5 separate regions of the Mus musculus genome follow, and all the other regions are linked to region 2. A link is a contact called in public Hi-C and HiChIP or PLAC-seq data. All regions are on one chromosome and are shown on one strand. The core of a region is the stretch at or near the end of the contact, and the rest is flanking DNA. Distances in the headings are between cores, read along the strand shown. Region 1 has its middle 100 kb from the start of Gm46567. Region 2 has its middle 26 kb from the start of Gm32796. Region 3 has its middle 52 kb from the start of Gm46567. Region 4 has its middle 11 kb from the start of Gm32998. Region 5 has its middle 24 kb from the start of Gm46567.

The links. Hi-C and Micro-C count contacts between places; a contact is called where the count stands out from the background. HiChIP or PLAC-seq counts read pairs in DNA pulled down with a chosen protein or histone mark.
Region 1: a Hi-C map of uterus shows a contact between it and region 2. The contact joins two enhancer-like sites. A contact is called at or near these places in 1 of 15 datasets of contacts at CTCF or cohesin (stem cell-derived epiblast-like cells), 4 of 484 Hi-C or Micro-C datasets (the 3T3-L1 cell line, bone marrow-derived macrophages, cerebellum and 1 more), 6 of 115 datasets of contacts at active chromatin or transcription factors (the NIH/3T3 cell line, craniofacial prominence, extraembryonic endoderm stem cells and 3 more) and 2 of 9 other capture datasets (embryonic tail and embryonic trunk).
Region 3: an H3K27ac HiChIP or PLAC-seq map of heart atrium shows a contact between it and region 2, with 2.7 times the contacts expected there. The contact joins two enhancer-like sites. A contact is called at or near these places in 1 of 484 Hi-C or Micro-C datasets (uterus) and 5 of 115 datasets of contacts at active chromatin or transcription factors (embryonic stem cells, extraembryonic endoderm stem cells, heart atrium and 2 more).
Region 4: an H3K27ac HiChIP or PLAC-seq map of embryonic stem cells shows a contact between it and region 2, with 9 read pairs. The contact joins two enhancer-like sites. A contact is called at or near these places in 1 of 484 Hi-C or Micro-C datasets (embryonic stem cells), 3 of 115 datasets of contacts at active chromatin or transcription factors (embryonic stem cells, extraembryonic endoderm stem cells and pancreatic cancer cells) and 1 of 9 other capture datasets (embryonic stem cells).
Region 5: a contact with region 2 is called in an H3K27ac HiChIP or PLAC-seq map of extraembryonic endoderm stem cells. The contact joins two enhancer-like sites. A contact is called at or near these places in 3 of 484 Hi-C or Micro-C datasets (liver and nephron progenitors) and 6 of 115 datasets of contacts at active chromatin or transcription factors (bone marrow-derived dendritic cells, embryonic stem cells, extraembryonic endoderm stem cells and 2 more).

What each region holds. Positions count from the first base shown.
Region 1 is chr16:29,708,160-29,714,160 of GRCm38.p6, reverse strand. No RefSeq gene overlaps it. Among named protein-coding and RNA genes, the nearest start is that of Gm46567, 100 kb to the left of the region's middle. Within about 2 kb of position 2,125, at least 18 of the 459 cell types and tissues checked have an H3K27ac peak or open chromatin away from gene starts, as enhancers often do. A contact at or near this core is called in cerebellum and uterus, where this site is marked.
Region 2 is chr16:29,944,622-29,950,026 of GRCm38.p6, reverse strand. No RefSeq gene overlaps it. Among named protein-coding and RNA genes, the nearest start is that of Gm32796, 26 kb to the left of the region's middle. Within about 2 kb of position 3,531, at least 312 of the 459 cell types and tissues checked have an H3K27ac peak or open chromatin away from gene starts, as enhancers often do. A contact at or near this core is called in cerebellum, embryonic stem cells, extraembryonic endoderm stem cells and 4 more, where this site is marked.
Region 3 is chr16:29,758,793-29,764,555 of GRCm38.p6, reverse strand. No RefSeq gene overlaps it. Among named protein-coding and RNA genes, the nearest start is that of Gm46567, 52 kb to the left of the region's middle. Within about 2 kb of position 2,550, at least 52 of the 459 cell types and tissues checked have an H3K27ac peak or open chromatin away from gene starts, as enhancers often do. A contact at or near this core is called in heart atrium, where this site is marked.
Region 4 is chr16:30,078,641-30,084,050 of GRCm38.p6, reverse strand. No RefSeq gene overlaps it. Among named protein-coding and RNA genes, the nearest start is that of Gm32998, 11 kb to the right of the region's middle. Within about 2 kb of position 1,815, at least 30 of the 459 cell types and tissues checked have an H3K27ac peak or open chromatin away from gene starts, as enhancers often do. A contact at or near this core is called in embryonic stem cells, where this site is marked.
Region 5 is chr16:29,786,950-29,792,376 of GRCm38.p6, reverse strand. No RefSeq gene overlaps it. Among named protein-coding and RNA genes, the nearest start is that of Gm46567, 24 kb to the left of the region's middle. Within about 2 kb of position 4,021, at least 32 of the 459 cell types and tissues checked have an H3K27ac peak or open chromatin away from gene starts, as enhancers often do. A contact at or near this core is called in extraembryonic endoderm stem cells, liver and pancreatic cancer cells, where this site is marked.

The DNA.
Region 1 (6,001 bases), core at 876-3,375, 230 kb after region 2:
CTGAATACCCAAGTATAATGACAGTCAGTTGGAATACAGTTGGTCACCTCTGGTAGGCTCCCTGTAACAATACTGGGAGAGCTAGAGACCAGGCCTGCCTACAAAGAAGGCAGAAGATTCAGAGCCACTGTACTCTGCACAGCTGTTCATGGATGCTCCCACACTAATATCCCCTCTCTGGGCCTCCAGAGATGAAGCTGACATCTATCACTTCTGTGCTCTGGCCATGCCGTAAATGGGAGAGGTGACATCAGGAAGGACTGTTTATTGTGTTTTGTTTTCACCAAGCATTTAATGAGCTCTTCCTATATTCCAAGTACTGTGAGGCCCCAAGGGATGCACCTCCTGGCCAGGGAAGCTTTGAGCATTAGGAATAGGAGACACAGACCTGTGGGCATCCCGCACAGAGCTACTACTGTAATGGAGGCCCAGCCTATACATCTGCGACCTGGGAACTATGAAGAGAGGGTCCTCTCTGGAACAAGAGGCATGGGATTTGTTGATCCAAGTACACAACTGGAATGTTCAGGGAAAGAGCAGTTTGCCCTGAGCAACTGACTCTCATCCACCCTACTCCAAATGACATACCTGGGCTGGAAGAGGGAAGGAAAGCTTGGGGTGGGGGCACAGGGATAGGAGTCTGGCTGTTTTGAGAGTCCCGATAATTTGATTTCACTTTCATCTACAGACCCTTCTAAGACCCCCACCAACCTTTGCACACTTGCTGCTCAAACTATAATCTCTATGGTTACCTCCTCTGTAAAGACGTAGTCACAGAGAACCTGTCAATCACCTGTATTGGTCCAGAAAGGAACAGAGCTGAGATTCAGTCCCAGAAGTCTGCTTCCAATTGTGTGGGTACTTGTGTGTGTGTGTGTGTGTGTGTGTGTGTGTGATGGAGAGTAGAGGGATGCTACTGATCATGTTCATCATGAAAAAGAGGTGTTGCTTTGTTATATTTTGTCATTTGGGTGTTTTAGCTAATTTTTGTTTTTTGTTTTGTTTTGTTTTTGTTGTTTTGTTGTTGTTGTTGTTGTTGTTGTTGTTGTTTCGAGACAGGGTTTCTCTGTATAGCCCTGGCTGTCCTGAAACTCACTTTGTAGACCAGGCTGGCCTTGAACTCAGAAATCTGCCTGCCTCTGCCTCCCAAGTGCTGGGATTAAAGGAGTGCGCCACCACCGCCCAGCTGTTTTAGCTAATTTTAATTTCGACGTTAAATAAATAACCTCAAAATCAGTTCCTGACAGAGACTTTATAGCAGCTGGAGCTGAACCTGAACCAAAAGCTGATCTCGTCCTCAGGCTCCTGCCTGGGGCCCCAAGGCTCAGTTATATCAGTCTCTGCTAAGGTCTGGCTAGTCTCCTTGCTTCCCCACTTTTGCCTCAGCCCTGTTTCTCCTTTGTCATTCATTGCCACTTCAGATATTGCATTTGACACCAGCCCACAACAGCTGGGGCAGGAGTTAAGGCAAAACTGGGAACTAAGAACTGGGTCACTGGTTTTCCTTAAACGGACTCTGCCATGGGTAAACAAATATGTTTACCAAAGGGTAAACATGTTCTCTATCATTTGAGCTACATATGAAAGTGATACCCAGGGTACTTTCCTGCCCCATAGGCATAGCAATGGTCTACATCAAATGACTGGGCAGTGCGCCAAACTCTTTCTTCATCCTCACAGCTGACTGGAAGTGGGCCCACCTGGGGGCTACAGACTGCTTGCCACTACCTCCTTCTGAGGGAGTAGGGCTTAGAGCAGATGTGGGAACGGGGCAGGCAGTGACCCAGGCTCTGTTGCCATCTTTGACTTCAACAAGATGGCCAGCGTGCTTACTTTGACCCAGAAAAAGCGACAAAGCAAGCAAGGACCTTCTATGTCAATGCCAAGCCCAACTTGCTGTGGGTACCACATGCACAGGCCACCCTAGAAGAGGCCCGGACTGAGCCAGTAGCCCAGAAATCGGGCCCATATGTCACATCCATCATTTGGGCTGACACCAATTTTACTTTGTTTGCAGCCCCATCGAGTTGAAACCCCTGCCAGACACCCAGATGGTGCTCCTGGGTCACTGCTGGTGACATCATCCGGGAGCACATCTATTCAGAAACTCTCTACTCACCACAGTCCAGTTTCATCACATGCTCAAACCCGTGATGAAGCGCCTGATGCCAAGAGTTCAGCAAGAGGGAGGAGGCAGTGGCAGAGACATACGGTTCCAAAACCAGGTCTCCACTTGGCTGGTTTCTGCCTGAGTCTCTGAAGATGCTTAGAGTGAATGCAGGAGAAAATAAGAGCCAGCAGCCTGAACAAGAAGACTCCACTCTGAAGTCTGAAACGGGAACAGAAGGTCAGATCTGAGATAGCCAGGACCACAAGTCAGATGTCTTTTTACAGTGTCTCCATCCTATTGTGAACACATGGGATTTGGCCACTGGAAGAGAGAGAAAGATAGGGTTGCCTTTGAAGGCTGCATGAGCCTGCTATTCTATCCTCATTCTCAAATGACAATCTCTCTGGTCCTCACAAGAGACCAGGGCCCAGATTCCAGGCAGCCCTGCTGGCCTGGCTCCCACCAGTCCCTCCCTGAGAAGGCTCTGATCTCCTGCCCAGCTCTCTGCCTACTCCCAGATTAACATCCTGTAGGCACTGAGTCTGGCCTGACCTTATGAGTGCTGAGCAGATGTGATACTTTGGTCTCTTCTCCTCTTAGGCCTTCATGACAAAAGAGGATGCTGTGTGTCTCTTAGACTCTGCTCTGTTCCCCATCAGGCTGCTGGATATTGGAAACTGCCTTGAGCCATGAATCCTGAGGCTCACAGTAGGTCTTGGTCTGTTTTCTGCTACTCTAATTGAAAGCCTGAGACTACATAATTTAGCCAGAAAAGAAATTAATTACTTAGACTTTTGGAAGTTTGAGAGTCTAAGGTTTAGGACTATATCTAGGGATAGTTCTCTTGCTGGTAGTGACTCTATGTCACAACACAGTCAAGAGACAGGGCCAATATTGGCTTAGACAAAAGACCTTTCAGATAATCTTCAACCCATGAATGAACAACTCATGAGAGCCCCTCAAAAATCCCACCTAGACCCATATCTCAATTCCACAGGGGATGAAATGTTAACTTGAGTTTGATTAGGGATAGTGGCACCACAGCTTGGTATAACTGGGAATCCACCTAGGCCTGGTCAAAGGCTTCTTCCTCTAGGAAGCCACCTCCAGTCACCCAAAACCAACAGCAGATTGCGCTATCTTTCCTCTTGGTCTCGTTGCATTTTGAACTCTTAAGATAATATTTTGTATTGAAACCTGCTTTGTATCGAGATCAGCCTGTGTGTGTCTGTATATCATCAACCAGGAGTTTTAATAAGACTTCATTGGAGAAGTGAGTGAAAGAACAGATAGAGTAACTGGAGTGTCTCTGGCTCCCGGCACACCTACAAAGAAAGGCCTTCCTTTCTCTCACTCACCCAGTAGCACTCATGACCACCTATGCATGTCGGGTACTGCTCTTGGTTACAGGAGACACTGCTCTTGGTTACAGAAGGGGACCAAGCTGCATACTTTTGAGGAATTACAGTTCAGAGGAGACCAAACAGCAAGCAGAGGAAACAGCAATGCTATAACATTGGATAGATAGATAGCAGCAGCCACAGATAACACAAAAGAACTAAGGCTGGGGCATGAGTGGGCACCAGTGTGGGTGGGCAGAGTAAGTGAAGGACAGAGTGGTGAGGGGCACAATTCCTTTAGGACACTGTGGGCACTAGTGACACAGGAACATACTGTGCAATGGTTGGGGCCTTGTTTGCTGTGTCATGGCATGGTGGAGGTAGGGCAATCTCACTTTGTTGTCAGCCAGCGGTTCTCTCATTGACAACCCATGCCAGTGACATCAGCAGTAATGTCCTGCTCCTGAGACCCAGCCCTCATAGCCTCACCAGTGCATATAGGCGTCAGTTATCAGCACATGCACTGAGCTTATGAGGGGACATTCATGTCTAGCAGAAGTCTAGATTGTATGGTAGACTCAATAATGGCCCCTGAAATATGTGCATCTCCCTATCTTCAGAACCCATGAACACTCTATGGAAACGGGGGCTCCATATGTGATTAAGTTACAGACCAGGACATGAGAAGACTATTCCTGATGGTCTGGGTATGATGGATGTGATGATGGAGTCAGAGATTAGAATGATGGCCCATGTGACCAGAAATGCAGGCAGCATCTTAAATCTGGAAGAGATAAAGAATGGATTCTCCCCACAGCCCTCTGAAGAAACCACCTTTGCCAACACATTGATGTTTAATTTCAAAAGACTTCTGATCTACAGAATCATAAGACACTAACTCAGTGTTGCCTCAAGCCAATAATGTAGTAGCTTGTCACAGCAACAGAAAAGAGACTAATGAAATGGAAACTTAAGGGTTCTTTTGGAAAGTCAGTTGTGTCGGATGGAGTTTTGCTGGGGCAAACACATGGAGGGACATTTCACTGAAGCAGACACAGGTGAAAGGACATTCTGCTAAGGCAAGCACATGAAAGGGCACATGAAGGATTCTTTGCTAATGACACTCATATATTGGTTCCCCTTACATTGCATAATTGTGTTCCTTTTGTTGGGACTCCATAGAGAGAAACTCACCCAAAAAACTTCTTGTGGTGTGCTGGTGGCTTCTTGCTGCTTCCTCTGACTTGGGATGATTGGCAGAGTGATGTCAGCTGAGAAAGACTCACATGCTGAGACAAGATATATGGCGAGGCAAGACCCATGGCGTATAAGTGACGTTTGGAGGGAGTATAAATAGAACTCAACAGACTATGGAAGAGGCCTGGCTTGGCTAGGCTTGGCTTGCTTGCATAGCCTCTTGGTCTTTTGTCTTTGTTGATCTTCACTTCCCTGAGGGAGGCACAGCTGAGAACTTTTCCTGGCATCCTTCCCAGGCTGAATCCCTCCTTCTGATTCATGCCAATTTGTCACCCCCTCTGCTATCCTGACATTGGTCAACTGGACTGCTGGTGAAGTGTATTTGGATGGATCCAGCCACTGCTGCTGACCTATGAACTGAACTGCCGATCTCCTGACAACACAGATGGGATTCACTCCAAAGAACCATTTCTAAACTGGTCCACCTCCCCATATCCTTTCTTTTCCACTACCTCAGGTGGGTGGTGGACTACAAGGGGGGTTCAAGTGTTTAAGAACCATCATGAAAAGTAGGCTTTGAAAAAAATTAAAGTTACAGACTGAAGTAGTTGGAGATGTATATTTGGGAGCACACAAACCAGTTAGAACCATGAGATCACACAGGAACAAGGATGGACAGAGAAGAGATCAAAGACAACAAGAATGTTCCCCATCCCAGTTTAAAAAAAAAAAAAATTAAAGAACTATCCCCAAACTCAAATACAACTTCCATCCTTGGACATAGAAAGAATTGTGGAGTGTTTACTTCTCTATTTATTGAATTGCAAAGGGATCTCTACCAGGAGGGTGGCTGATTTGCCTGCAAGTGAGAGATTAGATATGGAATTCTGAAATCATAACCCTCCCAACACAGGAGCCCTGGAAAAGCTCTAAGAAACACTTTTGTTTTCTGTCAAACACTGTATATGACAAAGAATTCAAGTCTTTTTATCTCCCACTTTGTAAACTGTTTATGCAAATGTTTACCTCCCCCCCCCCACACACACACACGGTAAAACCTTTGTTTATTCAAAGACACTGCTGCAGCTTCAGAACTTAAGTGACTTAAGTTTCTCTTTCTACCCCTTCTACCTTTCCTTCATTTCTTTTGCACCAATTCTTTTAAACCTAATCAATCATGAAATACGGTGAGGTCGGAGGGTGGGAAACAGACACAATCTCCACGTAACTTCCTGCCTGATGCACTTGTGCTTCCGCTTCTGCGCAGCCTGCACCCTTCTGATCAGATGTCACAATTTGCCTTGTCCAAGCATTTTAAATGGGGAGGTGGTTTCTTTGTGATGCTGAACTTATG
Region 2 (5,405 bases), core at 2,282-4,781:
CACAGATTAGGAAAACTCAGGCTCAGCGTTTCCTTATCTTCCAGAGCAGGAATCCTTTATTGTTATTGTTATTATTATTATTAATTATTATTATTTCATGTGCACTTGTGTTTTGCCTGCACATATTTCTGTGTGAGGGTGTGAGTTACAGACAGTTGTGAGCTGCCATGTGGATGCTGACAGTTGAACCCAGGTCCTCTGGAAGAGCAGCCACTGCTCTTAACCACTGAGCCATCTCTCCAGCTCTCCAGAGCAGGAATTTTCACTTTTTTTTTTTTTTTTTTTTTTTTTTTTGGTTTTTTGAGGCAGGGTTTCTCTGTATAGCCCTGGCTGTCCTGGAACTCACTTTGTAGACCAGGCTGGCCTTGAACTCAGAAATCCTCAGCCTCCCGAGTGCTGGGATTAAAGGCGTGTGCCGCCATGCCCGGCTTCTTCTTCTTCTTTTTTTTTTTTTTTTTTTAAGATGTATTTATTTATTTTTATTTTATGTATATGAGTACACTGTAGCTGTACAGATGGTTGTGAGCCACCATGTGGTTGCTGGGATTTGAACTCAGGACCTTTGACAGAACAGTCAGTGCTCTTACCCCCTGAGCCATCTCACCAGCCCCAGAGCAGGAATTCTTAACAAGATCCCTGAGGCTTCAGGTGACAGGATTCCGGAGATCTGCCAAGGCAGGTAGGTCATTGATTTGTCCTTGGGTACAGAGTGGGTGTGATTTTTTTCCTCTACAGAATTCTGTGACTGTCAAAGATTTCCAAGCCACTACAATGGCTCCCCTATTCTTGTAATTAGTAATACAACTAATTAGTAAGTATTATGTTTGGATATGAATCCCCCTGCCCCCTGGCTTATGTGTGGAAAGCTTGCTATCCAGCCTGGTGGGCTTAGTCATTTGAGAATTTACTGAATTCTGAGGCCTTTGACTAATGAGTGGATTAATCCATACTTGATGGATTCATACTATGATGGCATTTTCGGGAGGCACAGCCTCGTTGGAGAAAGCACGTGCCCTGGATAGAGATACCATTGCCCTAACCTTTCCAGTTTCCCTTTGCTCCCTTATATTCACCATGTGAGCAGCCTTTCCTTCCCTGTGCCCTTCGGCCATGATGCTTCTGCCTTGGCATACGCTTAAAGCAATGCAGTCAGCTGACCGTGGTCTGAAACCCCTGAAACCAAACCAAACAACCTAACCAAAATAAGACGAAAACTTTCCTCCTTGTAAGTGGTTTCTGACCAGCATCTTATCACAGTGTTGAAACAGCTAACACAGCAAGTTGGGTCCCTGATGATGTTCAAGCCTACATTTTGATGTGTTTTCTTTGATTGCTATACTGGCTAGTTTTGTGTCAACTTGACACAGCTGGAGTTATCTCAGAGGAAGGAGCTTCAGTTGAGGAAATGCCTCCATGAGATCCAACTGTAAGGCATTTTCTCAATTAGTGATCAAGGGGGAAAGGCCCCTTGTGGGTGGGACCATCCCTGGGTTGGTAGTCTTGGGTTCTATAAGAGAGCAGGCTGAGCAAGCCAGGGGAAGGGAGCCAGTAAAGAACATCCCTCCATGGCCTCTGCATCAGTTCCTGCTTTCTGACCTGCTTGAGTTCCAGTCCTGACTTCCTTCAGTGATGAACAGCAGTATGGAAGTGTAAGCCGAATAAACCCTTTCCTCCCCAACTTGTTTCTTGGTCATGATGTTTCTGCAGGAATAGAAACCCTGACTAAGACAATTGCCAACCTTTATAATACTAGGCAAAATCAGATGCAAGAACAATTTTTGGGAAAAAAAATGTTCACATATTTCCTTACCTATCTCTATTCTGGAAAGTTGAAAGTCTTGCTTCATCTCAAATACTCCTCCCCACTCCACCCCCATGTACAGCAGAGTCACTGTAATGCAGAGTGGGAAGAAACCTCTAAAGTCTTCCAGCTGCACAGATAGAGAAACTGAGGCGCAGATGCTAAGTCAGTGCCCGAGTCCTGCCCAAGGCTTGTTCCTTATTAAGGACTCAACTCCAACCATGATCAGAACCTCTTGCCAATATTTCTCAACAAATGACAGTACAATGTGACTCATTTTTGACATTATGTAAATGAAGGAAACAAGACTGAGTGCCCTTCTGTCCAGAGAGCAGGAAATGAAGGCTGTCTGGGGCCGCATGTTCCCAGGGACATACTGTGTCACAAATGGGGTCTAGAAGAAGCAGGTCTTTGTTCATGGCCGACTTCACTGAGTTCCTCTCCTCAGCCGTGACTAGCAGGATTGGCACCCGACCCATTCTTCCAGCATCAGCCAGAGGCCACTTAGGTTGTCCTCTGCCACCAGAGGCTGCCCCCTCCCCCAGAGTCTGCCCCCACTGAAAGCAGCATTAGTGCTCTCTGGAATAGATGTTTCAAGCCAATCGGTGCCTCCCTCCCATAGGAAGCAAAGCCATTTGCCACAACGGAGCTTATACTTTTGCTCAGAGAAGTGCTGAGTTGAGGCTGTTAGAGATTATTGGGCTTTTATATTTTAGCTCCCCCAGCCCCCGCCACAGAGTAACAGCAGTTCCTGTGAGGGACAGTCTTGTGCTCACCTCAAGCAGGGATTGGTTATGGAGTCTCTCCCAGCTCTGGCTTCTTTCAATTAGGCAAAGCAGTGTTTTTCATCAGAGTTAACTATGGTGAGACAGTCCAGAAATGGAAGAGTGTAGAAGAATGATAGTGTTTTCCAGAGACTAGGCAAGCTGGGGGAGCTATTAGAGAGCATCAGACACATAAGGAAACTCTGGCCCAGGGAGAAGCAAAGGCGGGGAGACCACAGAGCCAGGTGGCTGCAGCTGGACCAGAAAGCCTGAGAACTGGGCATTAGTGCTGAGCTGGCACACGTTGTGCCAAACACCTGTCTTTCTAGACGACTTCATAAGCCTGATGCAGACCACAAGCGTGTTTTCAAGAGGTACCATTGGCTAACGTAGAGACCCACCAAGAAAAAAAAATGTCAAGGACTGGGGGCTGGAGAGAGGGCTTAGGACTTGAGAGTTCACACTGCTCTTGCAGAGGGCCTGAGTTCAGTTCCCAGCACCCATAGAGGCAGCTCATAACCATCTGTAGCTCCCGACGATGCCTTGGTCTGGGACTCACGTGCACATATATACATACAGACAGGCGTGCATATGCATAATTTAAAATTAAAAATAAAGTTAAAAACATTTTTTAAGGACTGAAGGATAAAAGATGTTGAATAATTTATCGGAAGCCTTTGAACACACTCTCCCGGGGCGGGGGATGAGGCGGGAAGGCCCCCTTCCTTCCCTATCCACCAGAATCTTTACTGTTCCTTCGCCTGAGTCAACTGGACACGGTCGAGCTTAGCCCCCTGCGCTTCTCCTAGGGTTTGACCGGAACAGGCTATCTAAGCAGAAGGGACCCCTTCCCTGGATCACCTGCCATCAGAGACTTTCAAGCCTTTCTTCGCCCCTCCCTTCCCGGCTCCAGCCGGGGTGTTGTGCAAGAGCCAGAGGAATTTGTGATAATGGAGCCACATGCCCAGGCTCAACCCAGGCCCAAGGAACTTGACCTGAAGCAGGAGGGTAAGCAAGAACACTCCTAGCTCCCAGGCCAGAAGGGTGGCCGGCAGCCACAAGGAAACTCCTAGTGGTCCTGAATGCTGCCAAGGAGGGGGAGGCTTGCCTTCTTATTTATAGCATTGCGATTGCAGGGGCTGGGATGGGGGGAGCTCGGATCCCTCTTGAGCTTGGCGCATGATTCATTTCTCCTCGGGAGCTGCGGGCCGAGGCAGGGCGTGCGCTCTGGCAGCCTCCGGCCAGCCGCACACTCGGGCCTGCTCGTTTATTTATGGTGCTTTATCAGGGGCTGTGCACCGCGGCGATAAAGTTTATGAAAAGAGGCGGCGTCTCCGGCGGCGGGCTGGGCCCCGGCGCTCCTTTCCCACACTGATTAGGATCAGCCGGGACTTTGGAAGCGGCAGTTAAGGATCAGGGTGCCTGGAGCTGGCTCGCCTTCCTGCCGCGCCCAGCCTGGCCGGCTGCTGGCCCGCGTGGGTGGGAGGGCCGCGCTGTGACCTGGCACGGGGCAGGAGCAGGGCAGCCTGGAAAATCCAGCGTCCAGATCCCAGCTGAAGCCGTAGAAAGGGGCTCAGGAGCCATTTCTCTTCTGAATTTGGCAACTCCGACCCTGTGGGTTTTTGTTTTGTTTTGTTTTGTTTTGTTTTGTTTTTTACTTTTCCAGTTCCCAGTTCTTTTCGTGTGTGTTTATTCTCCCGGTGCATTTGGGCCCATCCCTTAAGAAGACTAAGTCTCTGCAGCGAGAATATCTTTAATCGCTTCAGAGATAAATTCAGAATTACTAGCTCCGGTCTGGGGCCTCTCAGAGTCGCAAAGGGTGGATTACAGAGTAACTGCAGCCTAGGGTTATAAGGCTCCAAAGCAGGCACCGAGGCTGGCACTTGCCTCGGTCTTACTGACTTCCTTAATTTGTGGTGACCTCAGGGAGGTGACAGTCCTAGCCAGAACATTTCACTGTGTGATAAAATGACTCAGAAAGGCAGGGGCTGAACTTCAACTGGACTTTAGAGGCAGGAAGTGCAGCTCAGTGGTAGGGTCCTGGCTCAGGGTTTGATTCCTACACACAAACATACACACACACACACACACACACACACACACACACACACACACTAACCTAAATAAATAGAATCAGAGCCCACTCACTTAACGTCTGGATTTCCCTTCCTTCCTAGCACCGAGAACGGTGAACAGGACAATTATCCTGCCTGAGAAGGTCACTGAGGTATTATGGTCTTGAAAACAGGGGTCATGTGTCTTCATGTGTCAGCCTGACTGGTTTAGAATCACCTAGGAGATTGGATGGCTGGGGCTTATGAGGATGCTTCCAGGGCGGCTTACCTAAAGAGGGAAGGCCCACCCTGAATGTTAGCAGCACCCTCCTATGGTCTGGGGGCCTGGACTGAGTATGAAGAAGAAGCAAGCTAAACACTAGCGTTCATCTTTGTTCCTTCACTGAGATGGCCATGCCTTCCATGGACTGATGGCATTCCTTCAAAGCAGGAGCCCAAGTGAACCTTGCTTCCTTAAGCTGCTTTTACTAGGTAGTACATCACGGCACAGAGAAATATAGCTAACACAAGTAGATGTTCGCTAGACATGGTGGTGGGAAGGTAGGTGTTTCAGACAGAACAAGCCCTTCATAAAATTGACTCTCGGGGACAAGCTGTGTTCACCTTCTGCTTCTCTAAGGAGTGGGAGGGCAGAAGGCCAGCGACTCTGAGTTCTGTGACGACAGGGTTGCCTTCATAGACTACTTCCTTGCCCTGGAACCTTCGGCTTGCAACTGCTGAAATTCTAGCACCTCAGAAGTCTGACAACCATCTGATCTCTTCCTC
Region 3 (5,763 bases), core at 1,301-3,800, 180 kb after region 2:
ACTGCAGGGTTAGGCCAACCCTTGTGAGACTGCCAGGAGTCAAGTGGATTTAGCATTCAAAAGGGATTGTTTTTATATGACCCACTGTGATTAAGAAGGAAATCAGACTTGTTGTTGTAGAGTCATCAAAGACCTTAGGTCTCTTGCTAATTTACATTTCTTTCTCTGAAGCCTAGGTCCTCTCTTGGAAGTAAATCCAGCCCTCAGACCCAAACAGGAAAGGGTCACCAGGGAAAGATTAAAAACCTCTAAGGAGGCAACTCCTCAATGGCGTGTGTGTGTGTGTGTGTGTGTGTGTGTGTGTGTGTGTGTGTGTGTGTGTTCTCAACAAACACAGCTGAAGGCAGGTGTGCTGAGGGTGTGGCTAAGCTGTCATGCATCAGAAATGGGGGGGGGGGGGGGATGATTCTCCAGCCAGCCCAGGCTTCCCAGCAGACATGGCTCAGGGGTTCAGGGCAAGATTCACTTAAGCAGCGGTGGGAGCAGAGGTGTGGCTGGGTGCACTGGGATTGGGGCTAAGCTTCCAAGGAGAGGAAACCATCTATGGCTGCTGAAGGCTCCTGTCAGGGCCATTTGATGTGCTCATAGTACGTACACAAGCCAGAAATGGCTCTCTCTGTGTTTTCCAGGCTTCGGATTCGTGTGTGTCTCACAGACACTTGATAATTGTGTGCCCCAAAGTGTTATCTTGTGCCAGCAGCATTGACATTGCCGGGAAGCTTGTTAAAAGTGTAAAGTCTGTGCTGGAGAGATGCCTCAGAGGTTAAGAGCACTGGCTGTTCTTCCAGAGGTCCTGAGTTCAATTCCCAGCAACCATATGGTAGCTCACAACCTCCGTAACGAGATCTGGTGCCCTCTTCTGGCCTGCAGGCATCCAAGCAGTGGGAACATTGTATGCATAATATATAAATTTTTTTTATCGAAGTGGACAATCCTGTACTCAGGACAGATGGGTGAGCCAGAATCTCTATTTCAATGGACATTTCATGAGCATTTACAGCTTAATACATCAGAGAACGTCCAGTTTTGCAAAGCAGGGTTTAATTTTACCTCAAGGGGAAAAAATTCCTTTGTTGGTGTGCTGATGAGTGACAATTTAAAACCTGGTAAGGGAGAAATAGGATTTTTCTATACCACTGGGAACTAAACAAGTGGGAATGAAACATGACTCAAGGGAGAAAAGAAAGTTCAAAGGCTACTCTGATGTAAATGAGGTGGCCAGGGAGCCATCAGCTGTACTGCCCATCAGATGGGTTAGGCTTCCATTTGGCTGATGCCTCCTTCCTTAAGGCACGGGCAGCTGAGGTCAAGCTCTTGGCTGCTCACTGTCACTCTCCTCTCAGCAGATGACCCCATCCCAGCACCTATCCAAGTCCTCGGCCAGTAAGCTCAGGAGAAAACACCCAACACCAAAAGCTTCAAAGGCTTGGCTGATAAGATGTGTTCAGGTACCTACCTGCCATCGTGGCAGTGTTCCTCTGAGTCCTCCTCGAGGACAGTGACATATGGTCAGTCAACACAATCTAGCAAACCCTGAGCAAACTGCCCAGTGCACCTGTGCTTCCAATGAGCAAATGACAGCACCTGGGAGGGACAGGTCTATGAATGTGGCCAAACCATCAGGGACTCTGTTCTGTTCTTTTGCATATTGCTGTTATCTCTGGGGCCCAGTCCTACACTGCTGCACTCTGTAATTCTCCTGTCAGGTAATGGTCCTTCAGGGCTTCAGAAGCAGCACTTTGGGGGACAACGACAGGTACTTCACCTCTGTGACTTAGAGGTTCAGCCAACACTGTCCAAGAAGAGTTCCAATATAGACAATAAACTTACACAAGACATCAGAGGCAAAATTGGTCTTGCTCTCCTGGAGTGGTTCTTCCTTACCAATCACTGCCAGGAGGCAGAACAGAACTGGGGCAGGGCCGTAGGCTGCATCAGAATCTCTGCAGCTATGTGAGCTCACGTTAAATATTGACTCTGCTCCTGGCTTCCTCGTGCAAGACAGAAATGCTGATGTGTGCCACCATCCTAGAGCTGTTCTGAGAGTTGAATCGAACCTCCAGCCTCCAACACTTAGGAAACCACCTGAGTGCATGGTATTCACTTAGCCAGAGGGTAGCAATTGTCACTGTTGATCACAGTGAGAGAGAGAGGGATGCCGGGTGCTCACGGATGCTTGCTGGAAGGGAGAGGCATCACATGGGCTAGGGGAAGTGGGGGGGGGGTTCGGAAAGGGCTTAAGAGGTGCTGATTCTGGTGGAGCAGGAAACCTCACGCTCCCATCTTGTTTTTCTCTGCTGGAATATGCTCTCACACTTGGATGGACATACACACCCCGCAACAGATTTGCAGCTGTCAGGAGAGAGAGATAACAGGGGAACAACAGCCAGCAGCTGGGCTCGCTGCCCCACTCTCTCAGGCTGTTCCAGCTCCAGCTGTGAGGAAAGAGGAAGACTGGAGCCAAAATCAGCCTCCCCCACCCCTGAGAAAATCCACCTAGATTAGACAGCTGCCTGTTCTGCCTCCTCTCCCTTGGGCTTTCAGCTGGAGCCTGGGAAATTGGATGAGGAGGTGAGGAGCTGGGAGGCCAGGAAATGGGCTCTGTTTATTCCCCTCTTCCTGGAGAGTAAGCAAAGGACCCCCGCCGTGGATCTGGGTGTCTAGCCTGGCCTACAGCTGTTGCGTGTCTGGGCCAGGCATCTGTCTTGCTCCACTGTGAGTAAGGGGGGTGGTGTTGGGGGAGTTGTTTCCATCCCGTTCCAACTGTGGTTCCCAGCCCTGGCCGTCCATGACATTCACCCAGAGAGATTTCCTGCAGCATCCCAGAACAACTGAGTGGGGTCTCTTTGAGGAGGGTCAGGGTGCTGGAACTTTTTAAAATCTCCTAGAAGATTTTAATGCTCGTGGTTGAGAACCTGTGATTGCAAAGAAAAAAAAAAAGTGAGGCTCTTGGGAGCCACAAATCACTGGCTTCCGTGACTTTGGAAATGGTTCGGCTCACGCTTGCCACATCCAGTCTAGCTCCAGAATCTGACCTGACCGCTGTGGCAAGGAATGAAGAATAGTCTGACAGACTGGCACACAGACAGAGGGCTGGGATCTGGTGGTCTGTGCTCTCTGCTGGAGAAGCCACCGTCTCTCAGAAGTCTAGTGTGTTTATTACACGGAGTGGAAAGGGGAGGCATGGTTATTGCAAATAGCTGAATAAAAAAACAGGGTTAATGGTACTCAGCCACACCAACGACGTAGGTTTAGCTACTCTTCATAGGACAGTCTCTGTAAGGGAGCAGTCTTCAAGTCATGAGTATCTGGAAGGGGTAGGAGGCTATGGTGGACTTTTTTTGCACACACTGTCAGTGCTCACACTTGCACACTTGGCTCCTTGAGGAAGGCTTTGCCATTTCTCTCTCTGAGCCTGAGGCTATGGGGTCCTAGACATGACTGTACCTGTATCAACAATACAAATCCACTCAAGACTTTGCCCACTCAGGGCCTCCTGCTGTATACAAGTGTCTGCTTTAGAGATGGGAACTGCATGGCTTTCACTTCGCATACCACAGCCGGAATGATGAAGACACCTTGTGAATATGCAGGCCTTGGAGGACAGTGCTAGTTGCTATCAATAGTGACAAGACAAGGCTCTTGCTATCCAAGAGCTGGGCAGAGGAATGGCCATGGACCTTCTGAATGTCACCATCTGCCCTTGGGTAGATAAGGAAGGGCAAGCTTCCAAACCCTAACCCCTCAGGGCATCTTAACCCCTAAGGCTGGTGCCGGTGCAGTAGTTCCACCCTTATGTCTGGGAAAGATGAGCCCCACTCTTTACAGGGCCATGCCTGTCTCCACAGTCATAAGGAGTCAGTAAGTTCATATTGTGGACTCTCTTTTGTATACCGAGGGCTCCCAGATTCCCCAATGAAACACAGATGGGTGCTTTTAGGACCTGCCCGGGCCTTTCCTCAGGTCTGTCTTTGAGAATCTGGGTTGGGCTACAGCAGTACACATTGCTAGGATCAGAGTGAGCAAGCGGGCAGCAGTGCTCAGGGGATTTGGAAAATAGCTTTGACTTTGAACCATACGTCCAGATGTGTGCCTGTGTGGGCATCTGAGGCTTCTTGCAGACAAGGTTATTGAAGGAGGAGGGAAAAGAAAGGGCCTGGGTATGGGCCAGAGGCACGCTTCTCTTCTGCTACCAAGTTCTGGGGCAAAATTCCTGGAATTTGAGAATTTTAAGCTAGAATTGGAGTTTTTGGCTCTTACAATATGCCTCTGTAAAGATAGGGAGATAGGATATATTTCAGTAACTGTTCTAATCTCATTTTATAACTTTTAAATAATAGACGGAGTCATTGGAACACTTGCTCCAGGCACTGCAGCCATGTCTGCTGGGCGAGTGTACCAAATCTAAGGTTCAGAGAGTGGAGGGTGCTCTGGGTTTTGTATCTGTTTAGCACTATGGCTGGGAGTCCTTGTGCTCTGCAGCCTCTGCCCAGCCTTGCCTGAAAAGCATCACTGAAGCTTTATCAGACTAAGGAGCAAGGATGGGGCTGGGGCCAGGGAGAGCCATCGTGGATGTTCTCAGTCTTGAGCAGCTCGCCTTGTCTGGCCTGCAGTGTCCCTCCATAGAGAGAAGGCTTTTGAGTTAAAGTTGCCTCGTGTTTCATCTCATCAATCAACACATTGAACTAAAGTCCCCAGGGCCCCCTCCCTCACAGTAAATCAATTGTCCCACATAATGCCAGCCAGTGCCCACTGGCTCCACAGAGCTTTCTAATCAAGCTGAGACCAAATCTCAGAGGAGCATGTGGATCTTACTGCCCTGTCAAAGCCTCTAACTTGAAGAGTGACAATCACCAGTCCCCATGAGCACTGTGGAGAGTAATCTGAAGTAAAGGGATTAGTGGAGGCTTTATTTGGAGGGAACTCTTATGGCTGGTTGATGGTTGAACACACGCAGACAAGGGACGCTCATCTGGGACCCAAGACCAGAAGGTGGTGAAACAGGAGTGCTTGAGAAGTCTGTGATCGGGTCAAGTGGGCTGTGTGCAGGTCAGAAGGTGTAGGTGCTGGGCTGTGTGCAAGTCAGAGGGGGGTGGGCTCAGTAGTTCTGAGTCCTGTGGACTGTGTGCAAGCCAGCTGATGTGAATGCAGTAGATTCCAAGTTCTGGACTAGGAAAGTCTGAAAGAATCATGACAGGCAGGCCCTGGAGCCATCCTTGTCTCCACCCTGACATTCTCAGCTGGACTAAGGCCACCCACAAGCAAATATTTTCATGTTATTGATCATTTCTGACAGCAGCTAGGTGTGCTCTCTAGAATAGAAGCTTGACCCATGCAGGAAGCTGGACTTTTTTTTTTTTTTGCAGAGTGGGAGTGTTTTGAATACCTCAGGAGCATCAGCCTGAAGCAGCTCCAACAGGTGCCTGTGTGACTGAGGACTCGATGTCACCCCCTAGGGTGTGTATCTGCAGCAGCTCATGGCATACTCATCTGTGTGTTCCCTCTTTATTCGCCACTTCCAGCTGGAGTCCTCCAGCACGTCAGATACCCATGAGAGCCAAGGACAAGTCAAGAAAGCATCAGAAACAGCCAGGAGGCTTCATAAGCACCACGGTTGACTGAGAGAAGGAGTAGAGACAAGAATTGTCCCCAGTGTCCCGAGAGGCAGATCTCAAGTGGCCACTTCCTTTACTTTCTCTTTGCAGGCTGTAGCATGTTAAAAATGAAGCCTTTAAAAGCCTAGACCTAGAAATTCGAGGCCAG
Region 4 (5,410 bases), core at 566-3,065, 140 kb before region 2:
AGCACACATCCCTGCACTGAGCCTGCAGTAGCAGTGGTCTCTGTAGAGCACACATCTCTCCACTGAGCCTGTAGTACAGTGATCCTAGTACAGCACACATCTCCACACTGAGCCTGGGATACCAGGGGTCTCTGTAGAGCACACATCCCTGCACTGAGCCTGCAGACCAGGGGCCCCTGTGAACTCACATCCTTTCATAGCTGTAGCCACATTTCCCTGTTTGCTGTTGGCCTTGGCAGGAGAGAGGCAGAAGGGTGGGGGTTGGGGGTCGAGGCTAGGACTGTGGGAGAGGCTGATTGGCACCTGGGTTTTAATTTCACTGGAATGTTTTCCTGGGCGTGGCCTTTCTCTTCCTGGGTGGGTAGATGCACACAGCTTCCTGGGGAGGAGTGTTTTTCTTGGGCACTTTTTATTGGGTTTCAACTGAAAACACAGGATATTGGTATGGACTTTTAGGTTGAATTGCAGTCTACCCCCAGTACTTCCTTGAGGCTACATTTTACCCGACCTCTCTTAAGTCTCACTTGCTTACCCAACACAGAGTTACAGAGTTCTGGAGCTGGAAAGCGCCTTCGGGACCATCGAAAACAATCTAATCCTCCAATCTCACTGTTTGATGAAGAGGTGAAAAACTCAGTTTCAATCATGCGGGACTGATTGGTCGTAGCACTGGTCTCTAAAACCTGTCAATGGATAGTGTGAGCAGGCGCCCAGGTTTACCCGGGAGAGCCCTTGGTCCAGTATATTGCCTGGGTGTAGTTATTGATAATCACTCCTTTGCTTCTCCTAAGGAACAGGTTCGATGATGAGTAGTGTAGCCAGTGCTTGGTAATGCTTTCCGCTGTGTGGGCGCCAGTGTGGAGGAAGGGACAGAGGACATTCTCAGAGTTACACTCACAAGCTCATGAAAGCATCTGTAACTTCTCAAGCATGAGAAAGAAAATAGGTTGTCAGGTCTGAAGGGTCTAGAAATACGCTGCTCAGATGGTACATAAAACCCTCCCTCCAGTGCTGTTTGGCTGACCCAGCCTCCAAGGTGCTTCTCCTTTCTCGGCCTCCTCTCCCCAAACTCATCGGCCAATATCCTACTGCTGTGGTCCTGGAGGCCATTGGGGTCTTGGGTATATTTTCCTTCTGTGGAACGTTCCTTTACCTGCCCCTCCCCCACCAATGTTCCCAGATACTTCCTTTAGAAACATTTGTTCCCTGCCCCCCACCCCCGCTCTGGCCCCCACTCTTTTTGTTGTTGTTGTTGTTTTTCGAGACTGGGTTTCTCTGTATAGCTCTTGCTGTCCTGGAACTCACTTTGTAGACCAGGCTGGCCTCGAACTCAGAAATCTGCCTGCCTCTGCCTCCCAAGTGCTGGGATTAAAGGCATGCGCCACCATGTGGCCCCCACTCTTGATATCCACAGGCGCTCCCTTTGAGCTTGTTGGGGGAGTGTCTCCTGCCTGGACTGTGAGCAGTCTCAGGGGCAGGACAGTCAGTAAGCTCTAAGTACTGAGGTTGGTACAAGCAGAGGGCACAGGTAAATTCATTAAATTCATTCAAGAATGATTTACTGAGGATTACAGTTGGGTCCAAGCACACCACTGTGGGGTCCCAGCTCATGACCACGGAGCTGTTGCCCAGTTCTGCCAAGATAATGTATGGGCCTATGCGCTATATGCTGTTAGGTCTCAAGGCTAATGGCTGAGGTGCCTATTTAACACACCAAAGAGGACCTAGCTGCCGCCTAGTCAGTCCTAGCATTCCTCAGTCCTTACCTGGCAGACCCCACCCTGTCCCCTGAACTTCTCTAGCTCAGGGGCTGGGCTGCCCTTCCCTATATGATCTTGTCATTTCCGTTACCTAGCCCTTCCGTCTACCCTTTCCCCTCCTGGCCTCTCCTCCCTCCTCTCCTGACATGGCTCAGGGCTACACTCCCTCTGAACTCTCCCAGATGTCCCTGCCTGTGGCTATGCTCTCCCTTTTATGTGCAATAAGCTTTCTCCTCCACCATACCTAGAAGGAGTCATGCTTTTCTTCTTTTATCCCACTCCCACCCCCACCCCGTTCATACCCCCATGTTTGTTTCTTTCCTGGAATTTTGCACTCCTTTAGGAGAAAAAAAATAATCAGTCCATTAGTCTTTCCCACAAAGTTTATTTCTGAACTAACAGCATAAATCTCTGATCTATTTTAAAACAAGGAAAGGGAGGTTAAAATAACTTTTTCAAGGCCTCTGGAGTCAGTAGTTATTCCGATTGTTAAGCCCTGTGCCTTGGACCCTCACTAGCTCAACACTGGGGAAGGAGGTGCCCTGGGCACAGCCCAACCTTGTCCTTGCCTTCTTAAGTTCAGGGTCTTCCCCAGCAGTGTTTTTGAAAGGTAGGGCCGTGTTTGTGGCTGAACCAGCAAGGGCTTTTCCTGAAGGCTTCCCAAGGCCGGCATCAGAGCTGACCAGGAGCCATGCTCAGTCTCTTGTGAGGCAGTCTCTGGTTTTGGGTGAATGGTGTGTGAAGTTTCTGAATGGAGATGGAAGACACACACGCTGGGGACCTAGTGAGTCCAGGTCCAGAGGAGCTTGCCCGGTGTTATGGGAAGCAGGAGACAGAGGGAGCTAGGGAACAGGCGTACATGTCAGGGTGGGGTCGGGAGGAAGGAGAGCGGGGGAGGAGAGGAATCTGGGCTCCAGTTGTGGAGAGGGAGGAAAGATTAGAACTTGTATTATTCAGATTACTGCAAACCATTCTCACACTCTCCCCACCCACCGCACCACCCTCACCTCAATTCAGTCATCCTCTAAATGCCAGCCCCAAACCTTGCTTTGGCTTCCTTCATTCAGAGGTTGGGGCCACTTCTCCCTAATTACTCGAGGACTCTCCTCTGGTCTGAGAAGACTGTGGTAAGATGCACACAGAAGGGAAAGGTGATCTTGCCAAGGGAGCTGGTCTTCCCAGGCCAGGCGACTGTGTCCGTCATCTAGGGATCTTGTGCTGTCTCCTCCAATGAACTTCCTCCAGCTCTGAGCAACCGTCTGATTCCACCATAGCCCTTTTAACTAACTCACAGCAAACATGAAGCCATAGAGGGGATAAAGCGTGACTTGGAGGTACAGAGAAAGGCCAGCTGCCTTCAGGGAGCCTGTCTCCAGGAGCCCTGATCACTCTGCCAGGGCCTCATTCCAAACTGCCTTGGGCCTTCTCCTCCACCCTACAAACTTCCCCATGGGAGAGGGAAAGGGAAGGATCTCCTGAGCCTTAAAGGCCTGAGGGTGAGAAGCTGAATTTGGAAGTGCTAAATCGGAGTGTGATTGGATTCTCTTGGACAGAATCCCTCACCAGACATCACTCCAGGAAATCTGAGAAAAATCCAATAATCTGAGGGGAGCTATATGGGGCCACACAGCAAGACCGTCAAGTCACTTCTACAGCCCAGAGCTAGACAGCTCGAGGGGACTGAATGCTGAACTTCTGGGTCACCCTGACATGTAAGATGGCCGAGCCAGTGGAGGGCCTTCTCTTCTTCTCCTCTCCACTTGGAGACTTCACTTCAAGGTGGGGTCCAGGGCTGGTCTGGGTACAGAATATAGCATCTGGCACCTAAGAAGCACTAACTGTATTCCTGGGGTAAACCAATAAAATAGGAAGCAGTTGCTTTTGATGCCTTCTTGAGCCTAGGCCACATCCCACGAGCCTACCTTAAAAAGCAGAATAAAACATAAAACAACAGCAATAATAACAATAGCCCATGAGCCAAACAGAGAGAGGGGACTAGAGGGGGACAAGGAGATGGGATGCAAAGGGTTTGAGTGGACACATGGTATAACTTTTAAAATGTCCTGGGAGGGAAGAGGGACAGGCATCATGATGGCTTTTGCCACCAAGCCTGACAACCTAAGCTTCACCCCCAGAGCCCACTCGATGGAAAGAGAGAAAGAACTGCCATGAACTGTCCTCTGATCTCAACACATGTCCCTCACTCAGCCAAGGCAGGTTGTACTGCAGTGCTGGGTGGCGCCAGTATGCTTCACAGATTTGGGGAATTTTTTTGCCTGCTTATTTAGGAAAATCTTATAAGTCCCTTGTCAACTCCAGTAGACAACTTGACACACCCAGGAAGGAGGAACCTCAACTGAGGAATGACCTTCATTAGATTGGCCTATAAGTATGTCTGTGGGGCATTTTCTTCATTGCTAAGTGATGTAAAGGGCCCCGCCACCGTGGGTGGCACCAGCCCTGGGTGGGTGTGCCTGGGCTGTTAAGCAAATAGACGCAAGCCCATATGCAATGTTCTTCTGTGGTCTTGGCTTCAATTCCTTCCTCCAGGTTCCTGGCTGGAGTTCCTGCCTTGGCTTCCCTTGATGGTGGCTGTGTGACTCCAAGTTGGTTCTGGTCAGTGTATATCACAGCAACAAAAGCAGACAAGGCTAGCCCTACTGCAGGACAGGCATTGTGATAGGTCCTAAGGGGGGCTGGAGAGATGGTTCAGCACTGATGGCTCTTCTGAAGGTCTTGAGCTCAAATCCCAGCAACCACACGGTGGCTCACAACCACCCGTAATGAGATCTGACGCCCTCTCTGGTCTGTCTGAAGACAGCAACAGTGTACTTACCTAAAATAATAAATAAATCTTTAAAAAAAAAGCGATAGGTCTTAAGGATGTAGTCTCTGTGTGTGTGTTTACACACTCACACAATTGGTAGTTGAAAATGGCAGCCCAGTATACAACGAAATGATATCAAAACAAAGTCTGAAAAGAAGGCCTCAGCGAGGCTTCTGAGGCTGCAGAGTCTAAGCTGAGACCTAAAGGTTTGTGTTAGCTCAATTGACTGGCCTGGGGCAGGGTGAGTGGGGTGGAAGTAGGGATTTAGGAAAACTATTGTCGTTGGTTTGGTTTCCTTCCTTCTTTCATTGTCTTTTGTTTGTTTTTGTTTTTAGAGACAGAGTTCTTTGTATAGCTTTGGCTAGATGTGCCTGCCTCTGCTTCCAGAGTGCTGGGATTAAAAGCTTGCACTGCCATTTCAAATCCTCCTCCATCTCTCTGTCTCTCTGTGTCTCCCTCTCTGTCTCTCCTCCTCCTCCTCCTTTTGTGTAAATAACAGCAATTTACAAACCTGGGCTATTGGAAGGGTAGAGGGAGAGTCTGGAGTCTAGCAGTGATGCTCACTCCTGTTAGACCCAGGCATGTCTTTGGCTGATGGTTGTCAATACTCTTCTCCTGAGGTGGTTTACAACCCCTTGTTCCTCCCGTGATCCTGTGTCCCCTAAAAAAACTACTGGGTTTTGTTCATGTCCTGGTCTCCATGGTTCCCAGCACAAGGCAGAAACTCAGAGAAGTTTGTGGAAGGAGTAAATGGGTGGGAAGCCAGGTGATTCACAGACACTGAGGGATGACCTACCCATCTCTGTACTAGCTTCTACTTCAA
Region 5 (5,427 bases), core at 2,772-5,271, 160 kb after region 2:
GCTACCTATTAAAGTGTTGGTTAGTTTCCTTATCTTAGAAAGGCCTGGGAAATCATCCTGAAGGAGAAGATGTGTTTTTGGCTTACAGATCAGAGCTGCAGTCACGGTTGGCCAGGTCCTCGGTGTTCAGCCTGTGGCAAGGCAGAAACCTCCTGACAGAAGAGTATGATGGAAGGAAGATTCTCATCTCCTGGTTAGGAGTGAGGCTGAGTCAGGAGAAGATAGGAATTGGCACAAGATAGTCCTTTCAAAGGCCCGCCTCCGGTGATGCACTCCTCCAATCAGGTTGCAGATGCTCTCATTCATTTGTGAGCCCATTGGATTAACTTGTTGATGAGAGTAGCACCTCCATGATCCAGCCACTGCACAAAAGGACTACAGGCTGGAACTTCACCACATGAGCCCTTTGAGGATTGTTTTAAGGTTTCTGTTGTTGTTGGTAAAGTCCTTGACCAAAAGCAATTTGGGGAGTGGGGGAAGGGAGAGAATTTATTTCACCTTTGAGTGTAGTCCATTATCCAGGAAAGTCAGAGCAGGAACTGAAGGTAGGAGCTAGAAACAGGAACTGATACAGAAGCCATGGAAGAGTGCTGCTTACTGGCTTGCTCAGCCTGATTTTTCATAGCACCCAGGACCACCTGCTCATGGGTGGCATGGCTCACAGTAAACTGGGCTATTTTACATCAGTCACCAATTAAGAAAATACACTAGAGTCTTACTTACCTACAGGCATATCTTCTGGAGGTATCTTCTCAATTGAGAGTCCCTCTTCCCAAATGACTCTAACTGTGTCAAGCTGACATAAAACCAGACAGGACATAGAGATAATACATATCTCAAATGTGATCCCCGGTGAGCTGTGAGTGTGATTTTTAACCTTTGCCACTTTGTTCATTGGAATAATCTGAGAAGCATCTGTAAGATACCAGCAAAGTAGTCGTGGCCCACTAGAACTAGCAGTAGTCCATGCTTGACCTTATCAACTAATGATGAACACAAGCACATTCCAGCGTTGTGCCCACTCAACCTGAACACATGCCTGCGTGTACCAACAGCCGTGTGAAGAATACTCAAAGTTACCCATATTAAAACTGCGAGCAATTCACATGTTTAGCAACAGAGCCATTTGGTCTTGTACATTCGTAGCCAGTGTCAGTCCATTCAAGTGGCTAGAACCAAGTATTTCACTGAGGAATTTATAAACAGAGGGATGTCTTGTTCATGGTTCTTGAGGTGAGGAAATCTGAGATTAAGGATCCATCAGACCTCCTAGATGGTACCTTCTTCCTGTGTCCTCGCCTGGCAGAGGGAGCAAACAGGGTCCCTCCAGAGCGTTCTAGATTTACTAATCCCATTACTGGCTGCCAGGCCCTCACATCCTAATCACTTCCCAGAAGCCCCCTCTCTTCATAGTGCCTTTAATGCCAGCACTCACTTGAGAGACAGCAGGAAACAGATATCTTTAAGTTCAAGGCCAGTACGGTCTACATAGCAAGTTCTAGGACAGCCATAGGTACACATTAAGAACTTGTCTAAAAAAAATAAGTTAATTACATTTTACTTATTTATTATTAGGGGGCATGCTCTCTTGTGTGCACATGCACATATACACACAGGATTCAGGGCAAGGCAGGGACATCACTAATGGTCTTGATCTTAGTATGGTCTGTCCTCAAGGTTGCCTAAATAAAGTGGCCAAATGTTCAAACAACTGCTCCAGATTTTGGTCCTTTGGACCAGCACAAACTACAACCTTTTCTTTTCCTAATGCCCTCATCGGACATCCAGGCAGCTGCTTAGTTAGTTTCCAATGTGAGTGCCAGCTCTACCACCAGCTAGGGGGCTCAGGCTTGGTCAGAGGCTCCCTTTATAGGGCCCCAGGTAAAGAAACTTGGAGACTCCCAGGTGGGTCTCCACCAGGTAGATTAGATGTCTGTCCTTCTTCATTGTGGTCTCTGCTGCAGAAGCGTCTGGAAACCAGAAGCGGTGTCCCAGCTAGTGCTGAGAATCCTGACGTTTTCACATTTCCCCATTGGGCAACAAGGATTGAGTTAAGAGTCCAACCCACCTTCAGCACTGCTGGCTCTCCAGGCTCCTTGCCTCTCCAAAGCCACCCTTTCCCACCATCTCATCACAATGGAATTAACTTCAGGAGCCAACAGGTCTATGGGTTCCACCAGAGGCTGCCTGAGGCCAGGAACTTCCACTGGAAGGGACCAGCTGCTTTTACCACCACATTAGAAGCATTCTGAACTAGAGAGAAACTGCAGTGAGAGGTTACAGGCTGGTGCTGGTGCCCACTTGAGTCCAGAACCCTATTACAGGTCAGTTCTTTTTAAAAGGAGCAGAGCCAGGCCTTAGCAGGGTGTTCAAGAGTGTCCCTAAGCAGAGAAAGCAAGAGATATTTTGAGCTGCTTTCAATAAATGGTTTTCTTCTTGTTAAAATTTCCAAAGCAAACTTAAGTTGCGACCTCTGAGAAAATAAAGTCGCCTCTTACAGACTCAACCATGGGAGATTTTTCAAAGTAATTTTGTTCAGGTCTCTGGATTTGAGAATATGGAAACTGAGGCCAAGAGAGAAGTGGGTCCCCCAGGCTCTGGAGCTGGTTAGAAGCAGAAGGAGTAACTGAAAGAGTAACTATGCAGTCTTGAGTTAGGGCAACAGCCAATTCTAGCATTGTACGTAGAACTAGAAGTATACGTGATAGACAAGGTACAGTCTCTGTCGTCAGCCAAAGATAAGACAGGCCAAGCTATGCTCTCCAACCTTGGCAAGTTCACTTGCAGCTCTTTTCCTAAGCTATAAAAGGGCTCACACCACACAGCAAGGCTATCATGGGCATTAAAGACAAACACAGATGAGTTGCCCAGCACACATTACTGCTCACAGCAGTGGGAGTCATTAGAGTAGAAATGTCCACGGTGGAAATCTGTCCCTTTCAATGGTAGGCAGACAGCCACAGAAAGGGGCTGTGCTGGGCACTGTCTCTGAGTTTTTTGATAGACAAACACTTAGGTCCCTGGAACTGTGTTAATGGTTCAGGGGGGTCCTCCCCCTTGTCCTTTGTGAATTTTGTCCTAACTGGGCCAGGGCTTCCGGATTCATCAGAAGGGGAGCCAATGAACATGTGAAATGTCCATCTTCCCAAAAGATTGGGACTAGTGACCAGGCCACTAATTTGCATCCTGTCACCCATGCATTTAACAGATATTTAAGTACCTACCTCTTGCTGGGCACTAGGCTTGGTGCTAGGGATGTAGCAGTAGATAAATAAAATGCTGGTCCTCACAGAGCTGGTGTTCTAGAGAGTTCTAATACTCTAAAGGAAACTAGGGTGTGGCTGATGTCAAGCCCCCAAACCCTGTGCTCAGAAGGCCCTTCTTGGTCCCCCTCTCCCCTTTCCCTTCCCCTTCCCCTTCCCCTTCCCCTTCCCCTCTCCCCTTCCCCTTCCCCTTCCCCTTCCCCTCTCCCCTTCCCTTTCCCCTTCCCCTTCCCTCCAGCTCCCTACCACTACGACAATTGGCATGCTCCCCCTCTAAAGCATGCATCTTTAACTGGGGAAGCTAAACTCAAATGGCATTTGTGTTTAGAGACAAGCAATCTGATTCAACGATGAAGAAATTATAGACATCTTCTCTAAATTATGCCTCTACTCTGATTAAGCTGTGTGAGTGTGTGCATGTCTGTATGTGTGTGTGCATGTATGAGTGTGTGTGTGTGTGTGTCTGTGTGTATGTATATGTGTGTGTGTGTGTGTGTGTGTGTGTGTGTGTGTGTGTGTGTTACAGTGATGTATTTCTTTAAACATAGCTGGCCTGCCTTGGAAAGGGTTTCTCACCTCCTCACCAGGGCTTTAGGGAGTGTCTTTTTAGCAAACTGCACCCCAGCCCCACCTCTTTTATCAGTTGATTTCAGCTGTGAAAAGAAAGAAAAGAACCTTAGGTTTGTTTAGTGCAGGCCCTTGTCTGCAGCCAACAGGGAGAACAGGATTGGAAACTAGAGGAGGCTGAGCTGGGTTCAATGGTTAACCAGCGAGATTAATAAATGGCAGAAGGCGGAAACAGCCAGTGAGTACAGAGGCAAGAAGAAATGTCCCCTTGTAGTTCAAAGGCCAAGGAAAGTTTACCTAGATCTGGGGGACCTGTGGTTAAAAGGGCTTAGGGAGCCAGCTCTCCTCAGACTCCAGGCTCAACCATTGCCTGTCAGGAGCCTCAGCTGGCTCCTCTCAGAAGCTCAGCAGGCTGACCCTGAGCCAGACAGAACCCAGGCAGACTGCCCCTACCACTGGAGCCTCAGGCTCTACTCAAGACCACAGGCTTCTCCCAGGAGACAGGCTCCTGGTCTTCTAGCTGGCTCTCAGGCATAGCTCAGATCTTCAGATAGTGAGCTTTGGGCCAGGAGAACTTTTGGCAGAGAAAAATCAGAAGAAGACATTTCCATTTTCTGCCCTGATTCCCTTAGGGTGTTTTGGCAAATAGTCTCTTCTCCCCGTGCCTCAGCCTCTCTGGTGGTGTAGTTACCCAGCTCTTTTGCTTTTAAGGATCAGGTATTAACTATTTTCAGCTCTAGCCCACACAGCAGCTGTCTGCCTCAGCTACCCAACTCTGCCATTGAGGCGTAAAAGCAGCCAGAGGTGATATTTAATAAATAGCTGAAGGTATGTATCACTAAAACTTTATTTGCAAAACAGGTAGAAGACCGGGTTGCCAGAACTCTCAAAAATTAAATGATCTTAGATTACCTTACAGAGAGAAAATGGGGGCCCACTGATATAGCATGCTGCAAGCTACCAGACTACGTTAACGGTGGGACTGAAACTGGAGTCCAAGTGGCCTGTCTTTGGTTTACTATGGCTTCAAATTCTTCCAAAGGTAGAACCCAGCTAATTTTGTCTTGTGCTAATTGATCCTGGGAGTCACTCTCTCAGTGTGACTTGGAGTGGGGCAGAGCACTCTCACTCTCGGGCTGATTCAGAGGGACTTTTTTATGCATTGAGGATGCAGACCATGAGCTAAGGAACACTACAAGAAAAAGGGGAGGTGGTAGAGAATGTCGCACGCCTCCCTCTGAACGTGAGGAAATTGTAGCTAAGAGGAGGGTCCTTCCTATATATTCCACCTTTGATGTTACAGGTCCATGTCTATACTTACTCACCTCCATGTCCCACAGCCGTGACTGCGGATGGAGGGAGCGCTGTCAGGATATTCTCTTCCGGTGTCAAAATATTTTACTCACTGGGTTCTTCCTGGATAGACTCTCCATCCTGATCTTCAGTGGCTGAAGTGGAACGAACGGCTGATCCAACATGGCTCTGTTGATTGTCATGTTTCTGTGACGTGCTTCCCTTCAAACCACCTGGTGTGAATTTATATGGGACTTTCTGTTCCTTGGCTGGCTGAAGAGTCAGGGAGCTTTTATGATGTGAA